Regions from separate parts of the Oryctolagus cuniculus genome. Here region 2 is linked to region 1. Evidence: chromatin contacts called from public Micro-C data. All regions are on one chromosome and are shown on one strand. The core of a region is the stretch at or near the end of the contact, and the rest is flanking DNA. Distances in the headings are between cores, read along the strand shown. Region 1 has its middle 47 kb from the start of PLB1. Region 2 has its middle 59 kb from the start of SUPT7L.

Region 1 (5,676 bases), core at 1,168-3,667:
CAACGATTTGGATTCGGCTCGGAGCGATTCTTACAGGGGACCTGTAGCAATTGCCTAGGGCTGGCATCACACGGTTCTGTGCACAGGGTGGCTTCGACACAGCAATTTATTTGCTGATAGTTCTGGAGGCTGGAAGTCTGAGAGGTGTCAGCAGAATGGCCACCATCTCCCTACACCTGCACACGCCCCACCCCCACCGCAGGTCTGTGTCCAGATTGCTCCCTTTTGCAAGGATGCCAGTCCCGTTGCTTCAGAACCCACCCCAGCAACCTCCAGTTAACTTAGTCACCTCTTGAGCCACCCTGTCTCCAAATGCAGTCACATTCTTAACTACTGCGGCTTGGGGCCTCAACGTGCGAACTGGGGGGAGGGGCTACAGGGGGCACCGTTCAGCCCATCGCACACGGCCTCTGGTCTCAGAAGTCATTGTCTCTGCCCTGCTTTGTTGCTGGTCACCACCTAGGCCAGCGCCTGGGATGAGATGGTCTAGGGAGCTTCTCCTGGGCTGTGGGAGACTCTCCAAGGCAGGGTGGATCCATGAAGCTGACCGCCACACATCTCGGTCTGGATTCGCACTCCGCTCCCTGCCCTCGCCAGCCTGGGGAAGCAGCCCAAGCCACACAGCCCCTGGAGCCTCACCATCCTACACACCAACCACATCTGCCTCACAGGGAAGTCCTGTGAAGACCACAGACGCGCTCCGGGGCAGACACGTGGTACGGCGGTGAAGTGGCTGCTCTCGACGCCGGCATCCCGTAACGCAGGGCCAGGTTCCGGTCCCAGCACCTCTGCTCCTGAGCCAGTTTCCAGCTGAGGCACCTGGGAGGCAGCAGGTGACCCTCAAGTGCTTGGGCCCCTGCCACCCATGTGGGAGACCCAGATGGAGTTCAGGGCTCCTGGCTGTCATGGCCCTTTGTGGGATGTGCCAGCAGGTGGAAGGTCTCTCTGTGTCCTCTCCCTCTTCCTGCCATTCAAATAAAAACTTGAAAATAAAATAATTTAAAATGGTTTAACCAGACCAGCACCATGGCTCAATAGGCTAATCCTCCGCCTTGCAGCGCTGGCACACGGGGTTCTAGTCCCGGTTGGGGCGCCGGATTCTGTCCCGGTTCCCCCTCTTCCAGGCCAGCTCTCTGCTGTGGCCAGGGAGTGCAGTGGAGGATGGCCCAAGTGCTTGGGCCCTGCACCCCATTGGAGACCAGGAGAAGCACCTGGCTCCTGGCTTCAGATCAGTGCAATGCGCCAGCCGCAGCCGGCCATTAGAGGGTGAACCAACAGCAAAAGGAAGACCTTTCTCTCTATCTCTCTCTCTCTCACTGTCCACTCTGCCTATAAAAAATAAAAAAAAATTAAAATGGCTTAACCAGTAAAAATGCAAGAATTAAAATTTTAAAAAGAAAAGAAAAAGGAAACTCGTGTCCAGTGCACCACCTTGCTAGGCCCAGAGATATTTCCTGAGATGGGCGTGCCTCTCCCAGCTCTGCTCCCTCTGGGGCTTCCTTGTCCAGGGCACTAAGGGTGCTCTCAGTGGGTTTCTGGTGAGGAGGGGGCTGGGAGACAAAGGAAGGCGCCCAGTTAAGATGCCAGGGCCCTCGGCCAATCCACTGCTGCAATGCCTGACCCACTGGGCTTGGGCCGGCAGGATGGCTGGTCCCTGCTCTCGGTCCCCCACAGCCTCTCACTGCCTCCCCTCTCTGCTCTCAGCCCTCCTGGCTTTGCCACCTCACCTCCCACTGCCTTGTCAAAGGGTCTGGCCTGACGGCAGCCAGAGCTCCTGGGCAGGAGGAAGGGACAATGACCCAGCACTGCCCCTGAGCCAGGGTCCCCGCCACTGAGACCCTGGGAAGGTGTGCTGTGGATAATTGCAGGGCCTGGGCTGCGCGCAGCTGTGGAACCTCATCTAGGGGAGAAAAGGAGACCAAGGGCCAGCAGCGCTGTGCTTCCAGGGGCGCTCACGGCCCAGAGCTGCAGGTGCACTGTTTCCTAGTGAGGGGGCACCAGGGCACCAGCCAGCCAGGCTACAAAGCTGAGACAGCACCTCTGACCTGCTCCCTGGCGGGGTCAGCCAGAATAAGGTGGGAGATAAATGTGTGGTTTGCTTCATTACAAGTCACAAAGGTGCCCCGTGGGCCTCCCTCCTCAGAGCCAGCCCAATTTCCCAACCACCTGTGGGTGAGTGACAGGAGGGCTCCTTGTTGCTCTGGCTTGCAATGTCCTTAACTGCCAGCATCACATTCATACACACACTCACACACACACTCACACACACACACACACACACTCTCCTACCCACCCCACCCCCCCAGCCCCCAACTGGAATCCCCTCCCCTCCCCCGCCCTCCCTGAATTAGTCACTCCTGGAAACGCGACTGATGACTTCGGGGTGAGTAAGAGGCCCGTGCGCGTCACAGCCTGACTGCCGAGGGTGACCGGGTTCAGGGCTCCTTGGAGCAAGGCCACGTGGGCCTGCACCAGGAGTCGGGGCCACAGGACCCAGTGGGGAGCGAGGCTTTGTTTTCAAAATGGATTGCAAGTTCTGACCTCTTCCTCCCAGCTCCCGCACCCCCCCCCCAGGGGGGAAGGTGGTTTTCCCAGGGAGGAGCCACAGCCCCCGCACCTGCCTGGGGGAACACGGGAGCTCACTGAGCTCTGGGTGACCGTGCTCCTCTGACCCAGGCACCCCTGGCCTCAGCCCAGCCCAGCCTTGGCTGCTGTGGAAGGGCCCAATCCTGGGGCTCGCCCTACAGAGTGTGTGCACAGTGGGGGGTGGTAATGCTCTCACATCCCATGGCGCCAGGCAGGCAAACATTTTTGGTCTGTTTTCCCTTTTCCGTGTGGCTGTGAGATCACAGCCCAGGCATATGTCATCGCAATGCATTTTGAAACGTCGCTCTTTTACATTCTTGGAGTTACGGTGCAGACTGCACATGCTAATCTAAGCAAAACAACACGCACAAGAGACTTTCCTGGCACTTGGTAAACAGGGCTGCAGCCTCAGCTTCCCCATACCTGGCATGGGCGTAGGCAGGACACGGCACAGCATGGAAAATAACCCCGGGACCGTGAACACGAGCAGCCCCACCCCCACGTTCTCTGCAGCGAGCCTGAGCCGGCGTCAGCTATGGGAAACGGGGCTCACCCCCCACCCCCAGAGCTCTCCTCCTGAGACCTCAGCTGCTCAGCACAGGGCAGCGTGCAGACTGGAAGGACTCCGTTCAGGTATTTCAGGACAGAGGAACACGAGTAAGGACGAGCGAGCGGTTGGCTAGCGTTTGCTATCCCACACACGGGGCTGGACGCTGTGTGAGGCAGGCAAGCCTGCTCCCGCGTGGGGCTGTCCCGATTGCTCCCCTCCCGTCAGAAGGCATGGGTGCTGCACCACATGCTAATGCTCACCATGAGCCTTAGCTTAATCACGTAAAAATGGTTCCTTAGAAGTTCCATATAAAATGAGGAGAAACCTCAGCAACTAACCAGCTGTTCAAGAGAAATGACTTTCTTTCCAGTGCCGTAGCTCGGTTGTCACGCCTCGCTGCCCAGCTGGTGGGAAGTTAAAGGGGCCACTCAGGAGCCCCTGTCTTTTCTGGTGTTAGCACAATTTTCTAGAAGGTTCGCAGAGAGCCTGGGCATCGGGTAGACTTCTGTTGGGATGGCCACTGTCCTGTCCATGGTCCTGTCAGGGCCACGCGGGGGCCCTCCACAGACAGCGGAGCTCTGCCAGCCTGCTCCAGCCCCTCCCTGGGGAACCGCTGCTTCCCGAGACCCCCAACCCAACATAAAGCGGGGTACAGCTGCTCCCCGATTTCTCCCAGATCCTCTCTTGCTGCTCAGGTAGGGGACTTTTCTCTGGTCGTAGAAGGATTGTTGGCCAGAGGCGGGAGGGGCAGCTGCTCTCTACCACGTTGTCCCCCAAACTTCGCATTTCTGCTCCCCTAAGCACTTGGGCTTTCAGAACCAAAGCCAGGAAGGCCCCCATTCTGTGCTGCCCTGCATCCCACTGCCTGAGGGGAGGAAAGGACAGAGTGAACATGGTAGAAACAGAGTTGGGTTCAAAGGTACGTGACCTGTTGGAGGATTTGGGACTTGCTGCAAAGCTATCGAACCATGGCAACACGCTACTGATGTAAGAAGAGACATGGGGATCCAGGTAACAGAACATTCTAGAAGTTGACCCAAACACATGCCCGCACTTGATCCTCATCAAAGGCACCAAGGTGTCTCAACAGAGAAAGAAAATCTTGATGAAATTTAAATGGTGTTAGAACAACTGGATATTTAAAAATGAACATGGGCCCTTACTCTACCTCATACTCAAAAGTTATTTGTAGACAGATTAGAGACCTAAACCATAAACCTGAAACTCTAAAGCTTCTACAGGCAATGCAGGGGAGAAGCCTCATACTTTTGCTGAAGGCAAAGGTTTTTTAAATAGGTCAGGAAAAAAGAAAATCACAAACCATTACAAAACAGAATTGATACATTGGATTTTGATGTTTTTCTTAATCAAATGGGATTGTTAAGAAAATAGGCAAAGGACCGGTGCTATGGCATGTAGTGGTTAAACCACCACCTGCAGTGCCAACATCCCACATGGGTGCCGCTTCAAGTCCTGGCTGCTCCACTTCTCATCCAGCTCCCTGCTAATGTGCCTGGGAAAAGCAGTGGAAGATGGCCCAAGTGCTTGGGCCCCTGTACCCACAAGGGAGACCAGAAGAAAACAGGCAAGACAGTTTGCAAATAATAATATTCACAACACATATATCTGGCAAAGTTCTCATATCCAGAATATATAAACACTAACAAAGTGATAATAAGAAAAAACCCAGGGGGAGGCATTGTGGTGTGGCAGGTTAAGCTACCACCCGCAGCGCTGGCATCTCATAAAGGCACTGGCTCGGGTCCTGGCTACTCCACTTCCAACCCAGCTCCCTGCTAATGCATCTGGGAAAAGCAGTGGAAGACGGCCCAGGTGCTTGGGCCCCTGAACCCACTTGTGAGACCTAGAAGAAGCTCCTGGCTCCTGGCTTTAGCCTGGCCCAGCTCCAGTTGTTGCGGCCATTTGGGAAGTAAACCAGTGGATGGAAGACCTCTCTCTCTCTGTCTCTCCATCTCTCTCTCTGTAAGATCTACCTCTCAAATGATTAAAACAAATTTAATAAAAAAGAAAAAGCCCAATGAACAAGAGAGCAAGAGACTTGAACAGACATGTCACAAAAGATTACAAATGGCCATAAACAAATGAAAATTGCCCAACCTCATTACGTTAATCAGCAGATGCAAATTAAAACCACAGTGCAATAACATGTCACACCCACTAGAATGGCTGAACTTAAAAAAGACTAACAATATCAACTGCTGGTGAGGACATGGAACAACTGTAACTCATCTGTTGCTGGTGGGGGTGTGACACAGGACACCCATTTTGGGAAACTGGCAATTTCTTCTACAGTTAAACAGATGTCTACCCCTTGATTTGCCAGTTCCACTCCTAAGTATTTATCCAAGAGAAATGAAAACACGTTTTACAAAAAATTAACTGTCTAAAGATATCCATAGCATTTTTATTGGTAATAGCAAACTACTGGAAACAATTCGCCAGTAGATGAATACATTGTAGTATCTTCCTCAACAGAATGAAACTAGCAATAAAAATAAAGAAGCAGCTGAGAGATACGA
Region 2 (5,676 bases), core at 2,127-4,626, 790 kb after region 1:
CAATGTCCACTCCTGGAGCACTCCCCTCTCCCAGGCTGAGAAGCAGCCAACCACGTGATGCCATCTTCTATGGGGCTCTCGCTACAGCCCAGGAGAAGCCTGCCCTCTGCTCTTAACCCTGAAGATCTGAACCTCTTCGCCTTACAAATCACCCACTTTCAGGTATTTTGTTGCAGAAATGGAAGTCAATACTGTCCCCTTCTATCTCAAGAGACATTTGAGAAACCAGCTGCCTGCAGTATTAGATTTCCTGTTCCCTCCTCCCTTCTGTCCTAACCTGTCATCCTGGAATAGGCACCAGCCTTCAAAGCAGAACCAAGATCTCAATTCTGCAATTGTCATACTAACAACTGATTCAGTCAAGAAATCATCAATGGATGCAAAAGTCTGATGAGGTCAGGGTATTTACAGCCTTAATTATCCTCCCCACTCCAATGACCAAGTATCAGGGTAAAAGATAGTAATTGCGGGCAAACCTGACAGACACATCCTTAGTCAAGGGATCAAAGTTAATTACCATCAGGGCTGGGACACACATCATGTGGCTCCTGACACGATGCGCTGGGAACACAGCATCACTTCTGTGCACTTCCTACCAGCGAATGCTTAACCTGAATGTCATCCGGAGCACACAACCGCATTCTACAACCACTGGCCTGCGTTCTTGACAAACATCAATGTCATGAAAGACCAAGAAAGGCTGGGGAACTGTTCTAAGTCAAGCCCTAAGCTGATATGACAACCAAATGGAATGTGTAATCTGGATTGGACACTGGGCCAGAAAAAAAAGCATTAAGGCCATTTTTGGAGAGCTGCATATGTCTTAATATGATTGTTTATTAAACAATAATTTATATCCATGTAAAAGTCTCTGATTTATGTAAGAGAACTTACTTTTTAAGAAATACACACTGGGCCAGCATTGTGATAAAGCAGGTTAAGCCTCTGCCTGTAATGCCAACATCCCATATGGGTGCTGGTTCGTGTCCCTGCTGCTCCATTTGTGATCCAGCTCTCTGCTGATGTGCCTGCAAAAGCACCAGAAGATGGCCCAAGCCACCTGGGCCATCTGCACCCATGTGGGAAGTCCGGAGGAAGCTCCTTGCTCCTGGCATCAGCTCAGCATTGTGGCCTTCTGGGAGGTGAACCAGATGATGGAAGATCTCTCTCTCCCTCTCCTTCTCTCTCCCCTGCCCTGCCCCATAACTCTGCCTTTCAAATAAATAAATAGTCTTTGAAAAAAAATACATTCTGAAAAATGATAAAGAGGTGCAGTGCCCGTGGCTTCCTCTCAAATGACTCAAGGAAAGAGAACACATATGAGCGTGCACACAAGAAGGGAGAACATTAAAACCAACGTAGACGATGTTAACATTTGCTGAGCCTGAGAGAAGAGTACATAGGAGTTCTTTGCACTTGCAAAGAGTCTTGCAGCTTTTTGGCAAATTAAAAGTATTTCAAAATAAAAAGTAAAAAAAGAAAAAATAAAGCCGGATGCCATGCTCAGAGCCTCCTGTCATCCGCCCCTACAGTGGGTGACGCTGGAAAGAGCCCTGAAAAGATACTTCCAGCCCTCGTTGCCTGTCTCCTCGCTCTAAATGCACACGTAACATCTTGCCTCTCTAGGGCCGTCGAGAGGATTAAGTACATTAGTAAAAAATCTGGCATGGGCCAAAACCAAATATATGCTGCAAATGCCCCAGAAGTGGTAAGTACAAAAGAATTCGTACTCCCATTGAATTTATACTCTGGTCAGAAAGATGGGGAAGGCACGACTAACGACCCTGGCAGAAACGCCATTCCAAGCGGCTGTAAATTCTGTGAGGGTGATGCAGTGTGGTGGGAGACATGCGAGGTCTGGAGGACCCTATGGAAATCCTTCCTAGGGAAATGACATTTACACTGAGCCTAAAGAACAAAGAGGAAGGGGATTGGCAATCTGGGTGGTAAGAAGAGCAGGAACAAAGGCCCTGGGGTAGGCAAGAGCTTGGAGAATGCAAGGAACTGTGACATTCTCTTCTCTGCTAGACCACCTGAATGCTCCTTCAGGAAAGGGGCAGATCGACACTCAGCGTCTGATGAGCAAGCAAATGGCTGAGCTCTGGCTTCAGGGTCTGCCTGCGATGTCTGCTGCCCCTCCCGGCTCTTAGCATCACTATGCAGTGGAAAAGCAGGCTTCCACGCAGGCGACCCCGACGTCTTCCCCTCTGTGTGAACTTCTTAGATCACAGAGCTGGAAGGGACCCCAAAATCCCACCCCTCCCTGTTAGGAAGATTCGGGGGAGACTGCGGCAGCCGTGGACTGGCTGGGGCCGCGTGCCCGCGCTCTCCCTGCCCCTGCAGCCTGCCTTGTTTATTTGTTCAGCAGGTTTGTTTCAGCCATGGCACAGCCTGTTCTGACTCTGGAACATTTACGAGATGAGCCAATTTTTAAAAATCATAGAAAATAAATGCTTTGCTCTTGCAGCTAAGGGGTGGGGCAGCCAGGGTGGGAGACATGTCTCAGGCCAGCTCTGCGGCAGGGCTCTGGCTTATCCTTTGCTGAGTTCTTTTCCCCTCCTGCTCTTGGGAACCAAAGGGACTCCAGTGGGATTTTCTGCCTCCATTCCTCTGGGACTGTAATGTGAAAAGCCTGGGATACTCAGCCACAGAGTTCCAATTCTCATCCCCGCCTTCATAAGCTACATTCCATACCCTGGCTCCCAGCCAGTGGCTTCAAGCCACAGCCTGATCCACAGCCTTGGGATGGAGGTGTCAGGACTAGCACCTGGCTCCTTCTGGTCCTCTGCCTACAGTGTACCGCTCACTGCCTGTGAACTCACTTGAAAGGACTTCAGGAAGTTCAAGGAAAATACATATTATGTAGAAACTACAAATAGATCTCAAACTTTTGCACCAAAATACTTTAATTCCCCTTTTGCACAAACTTATCCTTTAAAACCCTGCTGTTCCGTCACCACCTCTAACACCTTGAACTGACTCCCCAGGCATTCTGCCAGCTACTTTTTACATTTTGGAAAGCCTAACCAGGATATAGCAGGGTAGCTAAAATGTTGAATTTCTTTGCTTTTGTTCTGACTGGATACTAAGGCAGTGTAGCAATGTTAGTTTTTTATCTTGTGTTGATCGTAAGCACTTATTGCAGCCATGGAAATCTGATTACCGAAAACTTGGAAATGAATAATGAATAAATTCAATTTGTTTTGGCCAACAAGATAATTTAGTTAAGCCTTAATTAAGTCCAGGGTGGTGGCAGGGGTGGGATAAGGATGACAAAAGGAATCCTGGAGTTAAACAATTTGGACCTGGGGTCCCTGGAGGCTCTGTCACTCCCAGCTGGCTGAGCCCTGGGGACCAGGGAAGGACCAGTTTAGGAGCTGTCCTAGCCTTAGGCTCTTTCTCCCGTCTAAGCAACACCCCCTTTCTTAGCGTTCACACAGGCAGCAGCACTGGGACTGGTGAGACTCGGGGGTAGGGCCTGTGTTCCGGAGCCCCTCCAGGAAGCAGCGCTGGGTTCTGATGCCCAGTCCAGCCCCCTCCACCCCTTTGTTCAAGGCAGCTCCCCAAGGAGCAGTCTGCTCAGCTGTGGGAGGTGCTGTTCTCCAACTCCAAGATGAGCTCAGACCTTAAAAATCACAGCCTACTGCCTGCCCTGCTCAAGCCAAGGAAAACAGTAGACGTCAGAAGCCTCCTTAGGTATCTGGACGAGAGCAACTCCTCCTGCTCCCTCCCTTCCTCGTATGAGGTCATTGGATCAGGATGACAAAGCAAACAGTGACATGAGTTGGGACTTGTTCCCAGACTGATCCCAGGGATTCTCCAGCCCTCCTCTGGGCAAACCCAGGTGTGGACAGCAAGATGAACTGGACTCAGTCCTTGGGCAACTGGGATATACAGGCATTCCCTAAGGCAGTAAAGAGGAGGTCCCGGGCAGAGGGAATGGGATACCAGCACCAGCAGAGGTGGGCACAGTGCCTTCCAGGCTTCAACAAGCTCTCACATATTCTGATTGAGCTAAGGAGGGCAGACATTCCTTTCCAACTTCACTGATGAGGAAACAGCCTCATTTAAGGCCAGCAGCCTAATCAGTTACATGACTTAAATGTGACACACTTGAAATTAGTTTTGTGACTAATTAGCTTTGGTAGATCTTCCCACCTCACCACAGTTCCTTAAACTTGTTATTGCTACACCTGTTTCATGCTTTTTGCTTTGTTGCATACTACTGGCCTATTATTTGCTGAATGTTTTTCTTAAATAAACTCACTTCAAAAATTGGACCCATTCTAAGCAATAGTGCATATGTGTATACACATAATACATTAACATACATTACATGTATGCTCGTATGCATTCATGTGCAGCTACTAAAATTAAGCACCTTCATCCTCATCCTCTGAAGGCCGGTCTCACAACACGAAGGATACTGTGCACACTTCAGAAAAGTCAGAGGCAGGCATTTGGTCTATGGTCAAGACACCTCCATCCCGCATCACAATACCTAGGTCTGAGGCTCAGCTCTGCTCCCAATTCCAGCTTCCTGCTAGTGCAAACCCTGGGAGGCAGCCCTGATGGGATAAGGCAGGTAGCTAGGTTAGGACCTGCCTCCCGACTCCATGTGCTTCTATCCTCTTGTCTCTCAAACCACCCCCTTCCCGGGGTGGATCTCCTCATTTGGGAGGGGGTTGGGGGCGGGGTGGCACCATGTGAGTAGCCACTCCCCTCCTGAGCCACACAAGAGGCTGAAACAGGGAAAGGCACCCCTTTCACCTCCCACAAGGCAGGAGCAGGTCCTGAGGTGCCGTCTATTTCGCCTCCTCCTCCTTCTCTCTTCTGGCCCACTGCCCATGTATGCTCAAGAGCACGTGTGTTCAATTCTCACCTTCTGAATAAAATGTATTTTATATATGCCAGCATTATTCAAAGCAAGATCCTGGAATAAAAATTAAACCCCACTTCCCCCACTTCAATGTGGGAGACCTGGATTCAGCTCCTGGCTCCTGGCTTTGACCTAGTCCTTTCCCAGTCATTGCAGAAATTGGGGCTCTTTTCCAATCTCCCTCTCAAAAAAATTAAAAAAAAAAAAAAAGAAAGAAAGAAAGAAAAACATTTTAGACCTTCCCTATATTACTGAGCACGGATTGTGAGCTGGCAGCCAAGCGGCTGCCCTTGTTCAAAGGCTAAGCCGGCAGGACCACTCAGGGCCACTACTTTCTTTGTTAGGGCTGTGCCTTAAAAATCACAGAATGATTGGATCACGGAGGATAAGAGATCGCGGAATCCAACTCCCAAGGGACAGACTTTATCTATAACACAATCAGTCATAGCCCTAAATATTAAAGGGTACCACTCAAGGGTAAAAAAGTGAATCAGATGAAGTCCTTGCTTTTTTAAACACAAACAACTGAAAACTAGAAGGAATCAGAAACTCAGCTCGACACCTGGTTGCACCACAAACTCAGTATGCTTTTAAGCAAGTCACTTCATGCTTCCAGTCTGTTTCCTTAAACAGAGATGAAGACAGTATCTCCTTTCTACCTTTTACAGACAGGAGATTCAGATGTAAAAAAAAAAAAAAAAAAAAAAAAGATGTGAAAATTTTCTGCAAACTGCAAAGCTGTAACACGGTGTGCATGCAGTACCTATGCAATGGTCGAATTCCTCCATAGACGATTT

The links. A called contact is a pair of places that touch in the nucleus more often than the background predicts.
Region 2: a Micro-C map of ear pinna shows a contact between it and region 1, with 8 times the contacts expected there. The contact joins two enhancer-like sites. A contact is called at or near these places in 2 of 6 Hi-C or Micro-C datasets (ear pinna and an unstated tissue).

Annotation. Positions count from the first base shown.
Region 1 is chr2:174,493,729-174,499,404 of mOryCun1.1, forward strand. No RefSeq gene overlaps it. Among named protein-coding and RNA genes, the nearest start is that of PLB1, 47 kb to the left of the region's middle. Within about 2 kb of position 2,418, at least 2 of the 8 cell types and tissues checked have an H3K27ac peak or open chromatin away from gene starts, as enhancers often do. A contact at or near this core is called in ear pinna, where this site is marked.
Region 2 is chr2:175,283,510-175,289,185 of mOryCun1.1, forward strand. No RefSeq gene overlaps it. Among named protein-coding and RNA genes, the nearest start is that of SUPT7L, 59 kb to the right of the region's middle. Within about 2 kb of position 3,377, at least 4 of the 8 cell types and tissues checked have an H3K27ac peak or open chromatin away from gene starts, as enhancers often do. A contact at or near this core is called in ear pinna, where this site is marked.